3 separate regions of the Mus musculus genome follow, and all the other regions are linked to region 1. Evidence: chromatin contacts called from public HiChIP or PLAC-seq data. All regions are on one chromosome and are shown on one strand. The core of a region is the stretch at or near the end of the contact, and the rest is flanking DNA. Distances in the headings are between cores, read along the strand shown. Region 1 overlaps Gm1667 (a long non-coding RNA gene). Region 2 has its middle 12 kb from the start of Igsf21. Region 3 overlaps Igsf21 (immunoglobulin superfamily, member 21).

Region 1 (4,396 bases), core at 755-3,254:
AGTTCGAGGCCAGTCTGGTCTACAAAGTGAGCTCCAGGACAGCCAGGGCTACACAGAGAAACCCTGTCAAAAAAAAAACAAAAACAAAAAACAAAAAAACAACAACAAAAAAGAAGTCTGTAGGAAGACCAACAGAGTCAACTAACCTGGACCTTCGGGGACTCCCAGAGACTGAACCACCAACCAAAGAGCAAACATGGACTGGCCCTTGGGCCCCTCCCCGAGTACACATATGTAGCAATGTGCAGCTTGATCTTCATGCAGGTCCTCTAACAACTAGAGCAGGGGGTTATCCCTGAATCTGTTGCCTGCCCGTGGATTCCATTCCCCTAACTGAGCCACCTTGTCTGGCCTCAGTGGGAGAGGATGCTCCTAGTCCTGCAGTGACTTGATGTGCCAGGGTGGGGTGATACCCAGGGGCACTTCCCCCTTCTCAGAGAAGGGGAAGGAGGAGTGGAGGGAGGGGCTGTGTGTGGGGGGGGGCTGGGAAGAGGGTGCTGTGATCAGGATGTAAAGTGAATTAATTAATTAATTAATTAATTAATTAATTAATTAATGAAAAATAAAAGAGGCCTGTGGGACCTGGGAGGCCAGCTGCACTATGGTTAGGCAGCCTTCAGGGTCAAAGAGCACAACCGATTTTCAGTGCTGCCTGTGGAGAGCAGACAAGGGCTTAGTCTAAGGCAGCTTCAGATGCCCCCTGGATCTCTGATGAGGCCTGAGTTATCCATCACAAAGAACTGTGGGCCATGTCCCTCCCTCCTCCAACTTATGAATCTGTGTGTGCTTCTTTCTATAGGTGTGAGGACGGACGTGGCCAGGGGTCACCTGTCTCTGCATCTTGGGCCATTCAGAGCTCCGGGCCAGGTCATTGTGAAGAGCTCCACTTCTCTGTAGGCCATTATGGTGAAAAGGAGTTTAGCAGACAAGGGCTCAGGACACGCCCCTTCTGTGCCCAGGCAGAGTGTGATGTCATCAGCAAAGCCAGCATGTATGTTGGGGTCAGAGGACAGGGTGTCAACTCTCACCTCTTCACCTTGTTTGAGACCGTCTCTCTGCCGGTGTGTGTGCTAGGCTACTGAGGATTGCCCTGTGTCTGATTCCGGTTCCCCAGTAGGGATTACATATGTCTGCACGGTTGCATCTACCGTGGGCTTTGGGGGTCTGAACTCCAGCTGTCAGGCTTACATGTCAATCACTTTGTCTCCTGAACCATCTCCCCAGCCCCATACTCCTCACCCTTGCTTTGATGGTCATCAAGCCCTTGGTAGTGGTCACCTGACTCTAAGTCCTAGTCTCTTTGCAGTAGGGTTCTCCCTTCCGTTGAATGCACTGCGTGGATTTTCCCTGTTTTCCCGCGGTTGGACTCCAGGGCCTTGTGCATAAGAGGCAAGCACTCCAACTCCGAGACACTGCCCTCGATGGCTGGCTCTGAATCAGATCGATAACCAAATACAGGCATCCCCATCTCTAAAAACCTTCTGAGATTGCATCGGAGAGAATGGAAGGCGCCTCCGCCTCCGTAGTTTAAACAGAAGGAGTTTTGCCTAGCAAAGGAGCATTAGCAGCCCTCAAACCTTCGAGACGGGAGAAGCAGGCTGTGAGCTGAGCCTTAGGGAAAACCTCCAGTCCCCAGAATCCTTCTGGGTCCCCTCCACCGTTACCAAGGAAACCAACAAATTGGGAAGCTCCTTAAGCATACCAAGCCAGTAAAAAGAGAAGCGCGCACCCCATTTCTCTTCCTATTTAAACTCTTTCCAAGCCCAGTCCTGTTCGTGTGACTCTGGTTGGGGAAGACTGAATCGCATCTGAAAGTCTTCCTTGCAAGAGGGTTATAGGGAAATTGGTTTTCTTTTCCTGGCTTCTTGGTATAAAAAGGCACGCGTGAAGGAGGTTGGAATAAATGTTGAACAAGAGAGCGCGCCGCATCCTCCTCGCCGCTAATCTCTCCACATCTGAGCGGTTCTTTTCTTGAAAGCCTCAGTCAGAAACCGGCTTTGAGCTCACTGAGAGGACGTTTGTCTGTTCAGCTCCACCGGGGGCTTACGGAGTGCGCTTGTTGGGTGGGTGGGGGCGGGGGCTGTTTAAAGCTGCCGCTGAGATGAAGGAAGCTGGGCGTGCTTCCTGCTGGAGTTCCTGGGCTACAAAGGGGCACAAATAAATAGAAAAGAAGCAAAGAAAACAGCAGGAGACAGTACTGTGGGAGGATGGGAGACAGCTCCGTGCAGGGAGTGCTTCCTACAGGCGCCAGCTGAGTTGAGTTCCGAGCCCCAGCTCTGTAAAAGTAAAAGGCAGGGCGGGTGTGACAACGCAAACTCCGAATCCCAGCTCTGGGGAGACTAAGATAGGAGAATCCTTGGGGCATAATGAGCAGCCTGCCTGACTAAACCAGTGAGTTCCAGGTTGAGCGGAAAGACCCTGTCTCAAAACTAGAGCCAGAGAGATGACTCGGTGGTTAAGTGCCCTGGCTGCTCTTGTACCCGACTCCGGTTCAGTTTCCAGCACCCACAGCGCAGCTCACAACCATCTGTAACTCCAGTTCCCGGGGATCCAACGCCCTCCTCTGGCCTCTAGAGGTACTGCACGCACGCGGTACACTGATATCCAGGCCAGTCAAAACACCACAGGCATGAAATAGTCTCTGCTATGGAGATCTCCCGTTTACTTCCAAAGCTTAAGACAGGGTTTCCGGGTCTGAACAGCCCAGCCCACAGGGGTGGCTATGAACCTCATCCAAGCCCACATCCTCCTGCCAAGTAAGGAGGGCTGCATCGTTCCCAGGACAGGCCCAGGTCATAGAGAGCAGGATTGCTGTCCTTCCCTGTCACAGGTCTGCCTCCTTGCTGAGGTAACTCAAGGTCTTGAAGTTCTGAGTCCCTGTTTGGCATTGCACAACAGCATCTTTATCCCAGCCTTGGGGGAAGTCCAGAGTCTCCTTGGCCGCTTCTACCTCCTCCATTCAAGGTGTGTCTGTCCTCTTTCTCATCAGAGCCCCAGCACAGTGGCTGCTAAACTTGGAGCTTTCTTTTGTTTGGGGAAGGGGACAGTGAACAAATGGTGTGTGTATATGCGTGCCCACACACGTGTGCATGAGTGTGCATGTGTGTCTGAGTGCGTTCATGTGTGTACATATGTGAGTGTGACTGTGTGCATGTCTGTGTATGTCTCTGTAAGTGTCTGTGTTTGTTCGTGCTTATGTGCATGCGTGTGTGTGTGTGTGTGTGTGTGTATGTGCATGTGAGTGTGTGCATTTGAATGTGCTTGTGTGTGTGTGTCTGTTTGTCTCTGTGTGTTCCTGTTTGTAGACTGGTATGTGTGCAGGGGTGTGTGTGTGTGTGTGTGAACATTCAAGGAGGCCAAATATAGATATCAAATGTCTTTCCTGACTTGTTCACCCTATTTTTTAGGACGAGGGACTTGAAGCTTGAGAATCTGACTCTGCTGGCTGACCAGCAAGCCCCTGCCTCAGTATCCCCAGCACCAGGACTATAGGCATGCACTGTAGGGCGCAGCTTTTGTGCATGTCCTGAAGATGGGAACTCAGAGCCTCCTAGTTGCAAGGGAAGTACTTCACCGACAGAACCAGCTCCAGGCTGTTTCATTCTGTGTTGAGACTGTGTTAACTTGGACACCCAAACTAGACAAGGCCAGTGAAAGATGCTGATTTAATTTAAGCTCATACTTCTACGTGGGTCCCAGTATTCCAGATAAAATACCAACAAATTGCGGGAGCTGGAGACATGGCTCGGATGGCAGCGTGCCTTCTGTACAGACATGAGGACCTGAGTTCCATCCCCAGCACTTGCATAATGGTGTACACATACACACACACACACACCTACACACTCACACACCTATACTTTCACACACACACACCTACATACTCACCCAGACACCCCCACACACACCTACACACATACAGATACACACCTACACATTCACGCATAGCTACACATACCTACACATACACAGACACACACCTACACACACACACCTATACATTCACACACACCTACACATAAACACACCTACACACTCACACACACACCTACAAACTCACACACTCACTCACACCTACACACTCACACACACCTACACACACAAAGACACACACCTACACACTCACACACACACCTACAAACTCACACACTCACTCACACCTACACACTCACACACACCTACACACACAAAGACACACACCTACACACTCACACACACCTACACACTCTCACAATACACCTACACATTCACACACCTACACACTCACACACACCTACCCACTCACAATGTCCAGCCAGTACTTCTAAAAAGTAAAAATTAAATTGTATTTAAAAATATGATGACGCCAAACCAAAGAGGGTAAGGCCTCCTGACCCGGTAGGGTTTCTGCCTGGTT
Region 2 (4,396 bases), core at 1,035-3,534, 330 kb before region 1:
ACTGGCATCAGAGAGACACCCAATAATTTTCAGTGGATCAGCCCAAAGTTCCCTCTGCCAGGAAAGGGATGGTAAGGAGGAATGGTGTCCTGTGCTCTCTGTTTTCTTCTGTGCTCCAGGCAGGACTACTGCCAGCCTGACCACCCATATCTCAAAAAGGCAAGCTCCACCCAGTAAACTGTGTGAAAACCAGGTTTGCGGCTGGTAAGGCCTCACTGTATTTGATCTGGGCTGTCACTTGCCTTAGATAACGAACGCTTCCTCTCTGCTGGAATCAGAGCCTACGCATCTCCACTGATGCCTTCTTGGCTGTGTCTCTGGTTGTATTCATCAGGCTGGTGTCACCTGTCTCTGGCCCTAACCAGGGTCTCCTGCCTGGAAGCCTCTCTACCCATCCCTTCTTATTCCTTGCTTTGCTCTGCAGCCAGAGAGGCAACAGGGAAATGCCTGTTAGGGTTAGAGGTAGGGTTCCTGTGCAGAGCGTCTGCCTGGAACCCATGGTGAAGGCAGGGAGGATGACTCGTGGTAAGCTTTCCCTAGAATCCATTCTTATGCATCCTGATTGTCACCTACTCCAGGAAGCCCTCTCAGCTGCACCCCGCCCCCTTGGCTACTATGCACATCACCTGAGGCCAGTTACAATCTGAAAGTATCTTAACCCAGTTCTCGTCTTGGAGTTTGTTTGTTTGTTTGTTTGTTTTTTGTCCCCTGCCGGCAGACATCCAGTTCCCCAGAGCTGAGGTTACTGGTGGTCTCAGCTGTGCTCTAAAACCAGTATACTTTAATTAGTCCCCACTTCCAGAGGATGGCAGCAGCTTCAGTCTCAAACCTGCCCAAGAACTCACCGCCTCCAGCCTTCCCTGGACATGGCTGCCAGATAAATCCAGGGAAGCACAGCTTGGAGACTGTACCTTGGTGGCTCCTGTAACTCCTGCTTCCGCATTCACAATGCCACCGTGAAGTGTTGTTGAGTCAGCTCTTCTAGGAAGTCCCCCTTTGCCCCCACACGTGCCTCTGTTGTAGGGATGGGAAGAACCAGGGATTCTGAGCCAGGGTGGAGTTCACATCTCTGCTTTTCTATTTGTCCCAGTGCAGCCAGGAACCTGAACCTGCTTACAAGGCACGGCCCTAGCTAACCTCAGTAGGAAGACTCTTACCTAAGCAGGTGAGAGCAGCCTGAGGTTCTTCTAGATTTAATGGAAACAGATGAGACACACACACACACACACACACACAGACATACTCACACACATACACACACACACACACACACACACACACAGACATACTCACACACATACACACACACACACAGACACACACATGCACCCCACACACAGACAGACACATACTACTTAACTATCCCACAGTGTACTTCCTCTGTTCTTATTGGTCAATGAGCTACTTCCATCAAGACCTTCCTAGGTGAGTACGATGTTGGCTGAATCTGGCTGGTCTGGCTGGCTGAGTGTGTGCCTCCTTCCTCCATCAACACTCTACACGTATTGAAGAAGCCATATGGCCAGTGGGAAAAGATGGATTTTCTCCATAGAGAGAGAGAGAGCTTTTCTTCAGTAAAGGAGGGAGGAGCCATGCTCATTTGCTAGAACACCCAGAAAAACTCTGATGGTCCACTTGCTCGAGAGCATGGAGTAGTCAGTGTTCCAGAGAGACACATTCAGACAAGGTCCTGCAAGTGGCTCCCTCCTCCCACCCCCTTTCTCAGACAAGCTTCCTTCCTCTTCAACCTTTCCCTGCCCTCCAAGCCTTCAGTCTGTGTCCTGTGGTGTTTGGGTTTGTTGATTTCCTTTCTTCTTTATCGCCACTGAATTCCCTTCTTCATGGCCATATGTGTTTGCTCATTCTCCGTGCTCCCATTGGTGCTCTCATCATGTGAACAAGAAAGAGTGTAGCTAGCACCTCCTATCTAGAATGTTTTAGACACCCCCACTCACTTGGTTAATCTTTTTGGAGGCTATGTATCTGAAATGTCTCCCTGCAGGCTTCTGACTTTGAACCCTTGACCCACATCTGGTGGTGCTGTTCGGGAGTTTGTGGCACCTGGCCTGCTGAAGTGGGTCACAGGGGCAGTTCTTTGAGGGTCCTCTCTCAGCCTTGCTTCCAGGATGTTCTTTCTGATTCCTAATCTGTAGCATAAATCGTCTGTGAGCAAGCTCCTCTACCATGGACAGAGCCATTCCTCAATCACCATGGACAGAGCTGCCCAGCCACCACGCCCCCATGGACAGAGTTACTCCACGCTACCATGGACAGAGCTACACCCTACCACCAGGGACAGAGTCATTACTCATCACCATGGACAGAGCTACCCAGCCGCCACGCTACCATGGACAGAGTCACTCCACGCTACCATGGACAGAGCCACTACCCCCACCATGGACAGACCTGCCTCACACAACTATAGACAGAGCCACCCAGCCAACAAGCCTTCCCCAACAGGAGTGACATCCTGTAGGACTGTGGGCAAATCGCTTCTTTCCTCCAGGCACATAGTTATTGCTGTGAGAGAAGAAAGGCAAACAGTGAAGCACCTGTCTACCCCTGTAGAACCTCATCCCCAGCAGTCCTTAGCCATTAATTAGGACCGGCCCCCTCCACCATAGCTTGGTCTGCCCCTTGGGGCTACATTGCATGGATTTTTTTTGAATAGCATTGTTCCTTTCCCAGAGAAGGAAAATGAATTGTTCACATACAAGCAATATTGCTCAGCCTTAAAAGGGGAGGAAATTCAGGGGGCGGGGTGTTTCTCAGTCTGTAAAATGCTTGCTATGTAAGGACGAGGAGCTGGGTTCAATTCCCAGAACCTATTACAAATCTGGGCATGGCAGCACACATCTGTAATCCCAGGGCTGGAGACACAGCAATGGGAGAGCATCAGAACTCAGCCCAGGTACTCTAGCCAAATCGGTGAGCTTCGTGCTCAGTGAGACCATTCTCAAAAACAGTTAGTTAGAGAGTGAGGGGAAGATACCAGAGACTGACCTCAGGCTTGCACATGAATGTGCACACGTCTGTGTCGATACACACACACGGGGGGGGGGTGTTGGTAATATGTATCCTCACATAGATGAACCACAAGAACACTGTGCTAAGAGAAAGAATCTAGTCGTAAGAAGATGAATATCACACTTCACTACTTATCAGGGAATGAACCTAGTATACCCAAAATCAGGACAGAAGGGAGGGCTCTGGTTGGCAGGAGAACCAGCGGGGGAGAAAGGGAAAGGCATGGGATGGAGGTGTTCAGTGAGTGTTCTGCAAGATGACAGAGACCCAGGGATTGATGGAACTGTGATGGCACACCATGGAACATTCTGAGCTGAGCTCTTTAAAATGCTGAGGCTGCCGGTTCTCTGCGGGGTTTGTTTAGCTTCTCGGCAGACAGAGACAAGGGGAAAAGGAACTGAGACTTAAAACACCTGGGTGGTGTGGTCGCAAGACCCAGTCTGGTCTCTGAGCCTCACCTAAGGCCACCAGAGTCTGCTTCTACCTTTATTTGCTCATCAATCTGGATGGATGTAGCTCCTCCTTCGGCAACGCCTGGTCACATAGCATGGCCGACTTGGCCTGTTCTTTTAACCTTCCTGAAGTCTTAAATAAATCCGAAAGAGAACAGAAATAACCAAGGATGGAAAGGTGGGTTTCTGAATCTGATTACGATTCCTGCCCCTGCCCCCACCTCTTTCCCCAGGGCTCCATCAGCAGCCACTGCCTGACAGCCACACTAAACTCTTTACTGGGAACCATGATATTTCTCCTATCAAACTCCCCCACCCCCACCCCCACCCCGTCAGGCTCTGTAGATACAGAAGCTCAGTAGATGCCCACTGTCCTGGTGGCTTGCTGATGCCAGCATCTTAGGCTCTGCCTTCTCCAACTCCATAAGAACCCAGAGTTCTCCTTACAGGCAACCAGGACTATAGAGTGAGACCCTGTTTAGAAAAGAAAAGGAAAAAACTTAAGACAAGAAAGATGGAAGATATAGAGAGGAGGGGAGAGAAAGAGACAGAGCTGAGGGGCTGAGCTCAGTACCCCCAAATCAGAGCTGTAATTGTTCTCACATGGCCCCCCATGCCACACTGTCTCTCTTCTCTCTGTCTCTCTGCCTCTTTATGTCTGTTTCTGTCTCTCTTTGTCTCTGTCTCTCTGTCTCTTTTTGTCTCTGTCTCTCTCTTTGTCTCTGTCTCTTTCTCTTTGTCTTTCTCTCTGTGTGTCTGTCTCTCTTTGTCTCTGTCTCTCTGTGTGTGTCTCTTTTTCTCTGTTTCTCCCTCTTTGTCTCTGTCTCTGTCTTTCTGTGTGTGTCTCTGTCTCTGTCTTTCTGTGTGTCTCTGTGTGTCTCTGTCTCTGTCTGTCTCTCTCTCTCTCCCTTTCTCCC
Region 3 (4,396 bases), core at 886-3,385, 310 kb before region 1:
CCTCCATAGAGGACCCCAAGGGTGAGGACACCCCGCATAGTACCACCTGGCTTGAAAACAGTCAGAGGGAGTAAACCATTCAACAGAAAACACAGGAATGGCCCGGAGATGAGAGAGCTGGCCCAGGAAGGCTTTGAGGACAGCACAATCAGAGAGCTCTTGGTCAATGGGTCACAGGGTCACACCCAGCCTCGAATTGCTAAGAGTGTGGCCCAACATAAAATCTTAAGAGGTTGTGTGTGTGTGTGTGTGTGTGTGTGTGTGTGTGTCTGTGTGTGTGATTTTACTGCAATGTCTTTCACTGTAGAGACATTGAACATGACTGATAATGCAGAGAAGTCCAAGAAAGATGGAAGAACAAAATTATACCACTGAATCTGGAAGGCATGGTCCACGATTGAGCCGGGCATTAGACTGTGTATGGCCGCTGTGGCTGGATGGCAGCTGGGGCCTTCTGTTATCCAGACCCAGGATCTGGTCAGTACTTAGAACCTGGGAGCCAGAGTGAGTTTAGCCCTGTAGCTGGAGGCTCTCTGGAACTTCCGTTGGGTGAGGAATGGTTGTTGGCGATCCCAGAGATGAGGTAGCCTCTGAAAAGGTACACAACTCTTCAGCGACTGCCCGTGGCTCTTGATGTTCTGACTGAGATCTTCCATGGCTGCACAGCCCAAACCAGAGCCAAGATGGATGGCTGTCTATGGAGAAACTTCTGGAACTTCTGGTCAGGTCTGTCTCCAACATGGCACCCATGGTGGCAGTCATTACTCTCAGCTTTGGTTTCCCCAAAGGTACAAGCCCTCCCTGGAAGGCTGCTGGGATAGGCATGTCAGGGGGCAGGAGGAAGCCGTGATGTCTGGTGCAGGACCAGTGTGAGATGCAACTGCTGTAACCACAAGCCCTGCCCAGGGAGTGCCGGGGCAAGGTGACACAGTGCAGATTCAGGCTGGCATTATAAAGAACCTACTGAGTTCCAGACTCTTGGCGCTGCAGAGGGCTGGAGGAGAGGGAAGTTTTCTGTTCTCACCTTTTTTGTTTTTGCTTTTTAAAATTTACTTGTTTCAGAACACGAGGCCTTGTGTGTGATAGGTGAGTGATCATCTGAGCTTTGTCTCCTCCAGCACTTTTGTTATTGTTATTGTTGTTGTTGTTGTTGCTTAGATGGAATCTCTCTATAGAGCCCTGGCTGTCCTGGAGCTTTTTAATGTAGACCAAGCTGGATTCAAACTCACAGAGATCCTCCTGCCTCTGCCTCTGCCTCCCGAGTGCTGGGAATGAAGGCGTGCACCACCCACCATACCTGGACTTTTTGATACAGAGGTTGAGTAAATTGCTTCTCCTGGCCTTGAGCTTGCACAATCCTCCTGCCTCAGCCTCTCAGTAAACTGGACCCAGCTTGTCCTCCCTGTTAATGACGTGAACCCGGAGGCGAGGGATAGGAAGGACTGTTTCTTAAGCGGAATGTAGAGTAATTGGGGGGGGGGCATGTTCCAGTTTCCCATGCCTGAAGAGCCCAGTGTGAAGAGCTGCAGGGTTTCCCAGTGTCTGGTGGGGACTTGGCAGCACAAGGGGCAGGGGGGAGTAAGGTGGGCAGTCCCCAGTCTCATAAACCCCAGGAGCGGCCAGAGGGCAAGGCAGCTGAGCTGTTGGGTCTCCCTTCCTTCCCCAGGCTGTCCCCTTTGCCCTTTTGTTCCTGTAACTGCAGAGGATCCTCTGATGGCCTTAATTGTCTAGTCCTGGATTCTACCATTGTTTCCCCAGCCAGCTCTGTCTGTCTGTCCTTCCCGCTCACTCACCTCACCCAAAAGGAAAGCACCCATGGGCTGCCCTGGCATTTTGCTGGGCTGGATGGGCAGCACAGAGGCTTGGGGGCACAAGGGCCAGTCAGGGGAAAGGCAGGGGGCTGGCACTGGCATTTGTAGCTGGCACTCATGCCTCCTCGCCTGAGCCAGCCTGGCTGGTATTTCTCCTCAAGCAGAGATTCAAGCTATAGAATAGCCAAAGGCCAGGTGCCTGGCTCCAGGGAGCAGGTGAACAGCTGCTAATTGTCACGGGGCACCTACTGTCCCAGGCAGGAGCGGAAGGAGCACCGTGGGGACAGCCATGATGGCCACTTCACAAAGGCCTCTTTGTTCCCTTCTGCTGCGGAAAAGTGGGTCGCTACTTGCTTGCTGAGAGGGGAGGCAGTGTGGATGGGGTGCGGGGGATGGGGCCTGCCGCCTGCCTGGGGAGCTCGAGGTGGGGTGAGGCAGAGGCTAGGCAGCCTGTGTGGAGGTTCCTGAGGCTAGAGCTGCCTGAGAGGGCGGGGTTAGTGGCTTCTAGGATAGCCACAGCTGCAGGGAGTGGCATCTTGGCTCAGGATCTTCCCTCTTCCTCCTCCTCCTCCTCCTCCTCTTCCTCCTCCTCCTCCTCCTCCTCCTCCTCCTCCTCCCTTTTTCTGCCTCTGTTAAGCAGGTGAAGATGGAAGGGTTCTGGGACCAGGCCCCACATTGGGATGTACAGTCTAGGGCCACAGCCATTGGAGGCCATGACCATGGATCCAGAGAGATGGGTAGAGTATTTTCTGTGGTATCCCCAGAACCTATGAGAAAGCCAGGCATTGTGCACTCCCATAATCCCAGGACTGAAGGGAGGGAGGGAGGACAGAAGCGGGCAGATCCCAGGGGCTTGCTGACCTCACAGTCTAGCCATAAGAGAGCCTTCCGAATCCTTGAGGAGCTATGGAGGAGAAACTGAAAACAGACATTCCAACATCAGCCTCTGGTCTCCACACATGCCTGCATGGGGGTCGGAGGATATACTTGCACACACACACAAATACACATGAATACACACAAACACAAATATTCATACATACATACATACATACATACATACACATACATACACATTATATAAGGACATGCCCACAAACACACATACATACAAACATACATATATACACACATAATACACACATGCACACACAATACACATAGACATCCACAGTACACACATACATACATGCAAACATACATATACACACATATGCACATACATACAAACTCACACTTACACATATTAATAAAAAGATGAAGTCTTTCAGTGTCCATATGACAGAATGAACTAACCAAATTCAGTCTCTACCTGGTGAGAACGTCGTAGGTGCTGGTGGCCGATGGCCACTGTGAGGGATGGTTTAGAGGGACTTTTCTACCTCAGCAAGTCCCATGGGTGGGTGGGGCTGTGTCGCATTCCTTTGCGGTGGGGACGGGTGTACTACTACAAGTGGGGTTGGGGTGGATGCTCTTGTAGCTTTCCTTTTTCAGGTTGTCCTTCCCCACCCAGGACAATACCTCAGGGGATGCTAGCCATCTTGAGATCTCTGCTATCATCCTATAAGCAAAAAGATAATGAGCCGGAAGCTGGACTGGGCTGGGCATATTGTTATCTTAGAACTCATGAGGCTGAGACAGGGGGATTATATGTTGGAGGCTATCCTGGGCTATATCACAAGTACCAGCCTAGCCTAGGCTACATAGCAGGGCCCTGTCTACAAAGGAGAGTTGCCTCACTGGGGCCACAAGCCTTCTATGAGCAAGAGGCCTCATGTTCCAGTTCTCTTTGCCATTGGTTCCTGCGTCTATTTAAAGCAACTGGTGTTGGCTTGCCATTTGGGGCTGTGATTTAAATTCTCTCTCTTTCTTTAAAGTGGCTTTATCTAAGTAAATAACGAGCAAGGTTAAAGAAAAATGTTAAATGCAACGCAGAGCAGATGGTGCGGATCAGGTATTCTGTGGAGGGAGGTGGTGGTGGGAGGGAACTGTGAGCCACTGAGTCTGGAGGGAGCAACAGGCTTGGGCTTTGGGGGCGGGGGGGGGGGAACAGCCTGCATGATCTGTGAGTGCCTCAGGGTAGCATGGGGACCCAGGGCAGGGGCTACCTCAGGGTTGTTTATGGGGGGGGGCTCAGTAGCCTGGGGGAACCATGGAGACCAGGAAGGGACTTGGCAGGGACCTAAAGAGGGAAAAGTTGACTGTGGGGTCTGCTGCCAATACCCACTGAGCAACAGCTGACCATCCCAGGTCGGCCTCCGAGATACTCAGCACATAGCCAAGTGCAAGAGTGAGCTTTACTGCCATCGTGGGAGAAGTTACCCACTCCTGTTCCAGCCTCAGTTTCCCCATTTGTCAAGGGAGAGATGCTCTCTGTGGAGGACTGGTGTGATGGTGGTGGTGACACAGGTTTGGTATGCTAGCGCTAATGGACCCACCCTCCCAGTTGACAGAGTCACAACCACAGAGCCCCGTGACGACAGACTTCCCTTGAACCAGGAAAGAGGTGAGCTTGCCTCTCCAGGACATCACAGTGTGTGCAAGGGTTGCCAGCTACCACACTGGCCTGTGACAGGCTTTGCCGT

What was found. HiChIP or PLAC-seq counts read pairs in DNA pulled down with a chosen protein or histone mark.
Region 2: an H3K4me3 HiChIP or PLAC-seq map of embryonic midbrain shows a contact between it and region 1, with 3 times the contacts expected there. The contact joins two enhancer-like sites. A contact is called at or near these places in 3 of 39 promoter capture datasets (the 3T3-L1 cell line, embryonic stem cells and hippocampal neurons), 4 of 484 Hi-C or Micro-C datasets (the N1E-115 cell line, cortical neurons, nephron progenitors and 1 more), 8 of 115 datasets of contacts at active chromatin or transcription factors (embryonic basal ganglia, embryonic forebrain, embryonic hindbrain and 5 more) and 1 of 9 other capture datasets (embryonic stem cells).
Region 3: an H3K4me3 HiChIP or PLAC-seq map of forebrain shows a contact between it and region 1, with 5 times the contacts expected there. The contact joins two enhancer-like sites. A contact is called at or near these places in 4 of 39 promoter capture datasets (the 3T3-L1 cell line, the C10 cell line, embryonic stem cells and 1 more), 4 of 484 Hi-C or Micro-C datasets (the N1E-115 cell line, cortical neurons, nephron progenitors and 1 more), 8 of 115 datasets of contacts at active chromatin or transcription factors (embryonic basal ganglia, embryonic forebrain, embryonic hindbrain and 5 more) and 1 of 9 other capture datasets (embryonic stem cells).

The regions. Positions count from the first base shown.
Region 1 is chr4:139,923,624-139,928,019 of GRCm38.p6, reverse strand. The region is part of intron 3 of Gm1667 (a long non-coding RNA gene); the gene reads right to left. It overlaps 4933427I22Rik (RIKEN cDNA 4933427I22 gene), which reads left to right. Exons shown (of 3, transcript NR_045159.1): 3 at 800-1,909. Among named protein-coding and RNA genes, the nearest start is that of Gm1667, 15 kb to the right of the region's middle. Within about 2 kb of position 2,004, at least 58 of the 459 cell types and tissues checked have an H3K27ac peak or open chromatin away from gene starts, as enhancers often do. A contact at or near this core is called in cortical neurons and forebrain, where this site is marked.
Region 2 is chr4:140,257,054-140,261,449 of GRCm38.p6, reverse strand. No RefSeq gene overlaps it. Among named protein-coding and RNA genes, the nearest start is that of Igsf21, 12 kb to the right of the region's middle. Within about 2 kb of position 2,284, at least 51 of the 459 cell types and tissues checked have an H3K27ac peak or open chromatin away from gene starts, as enhancers often do.
Region 3 is chr4:140,235,225-140,239,620 of GRCm38.p6, reverse strand. All of the region lies in intron 1 of Igsf21 (immunoglobulin superfamily, member 21), which reads left to right. Among named protein-coding and RNA genes, the nearest start is that of Igsf21, 9.4 kb to the left of the region's middle. Within about 2 kb of position 2,135, at least 38 of the 459 cell types and tissues checked have an H3K27ac peak or open chromatin away from gene starts, as enhancers often do. A contact at or near this core is called in cortical neurons and forebrain, where this site is marked.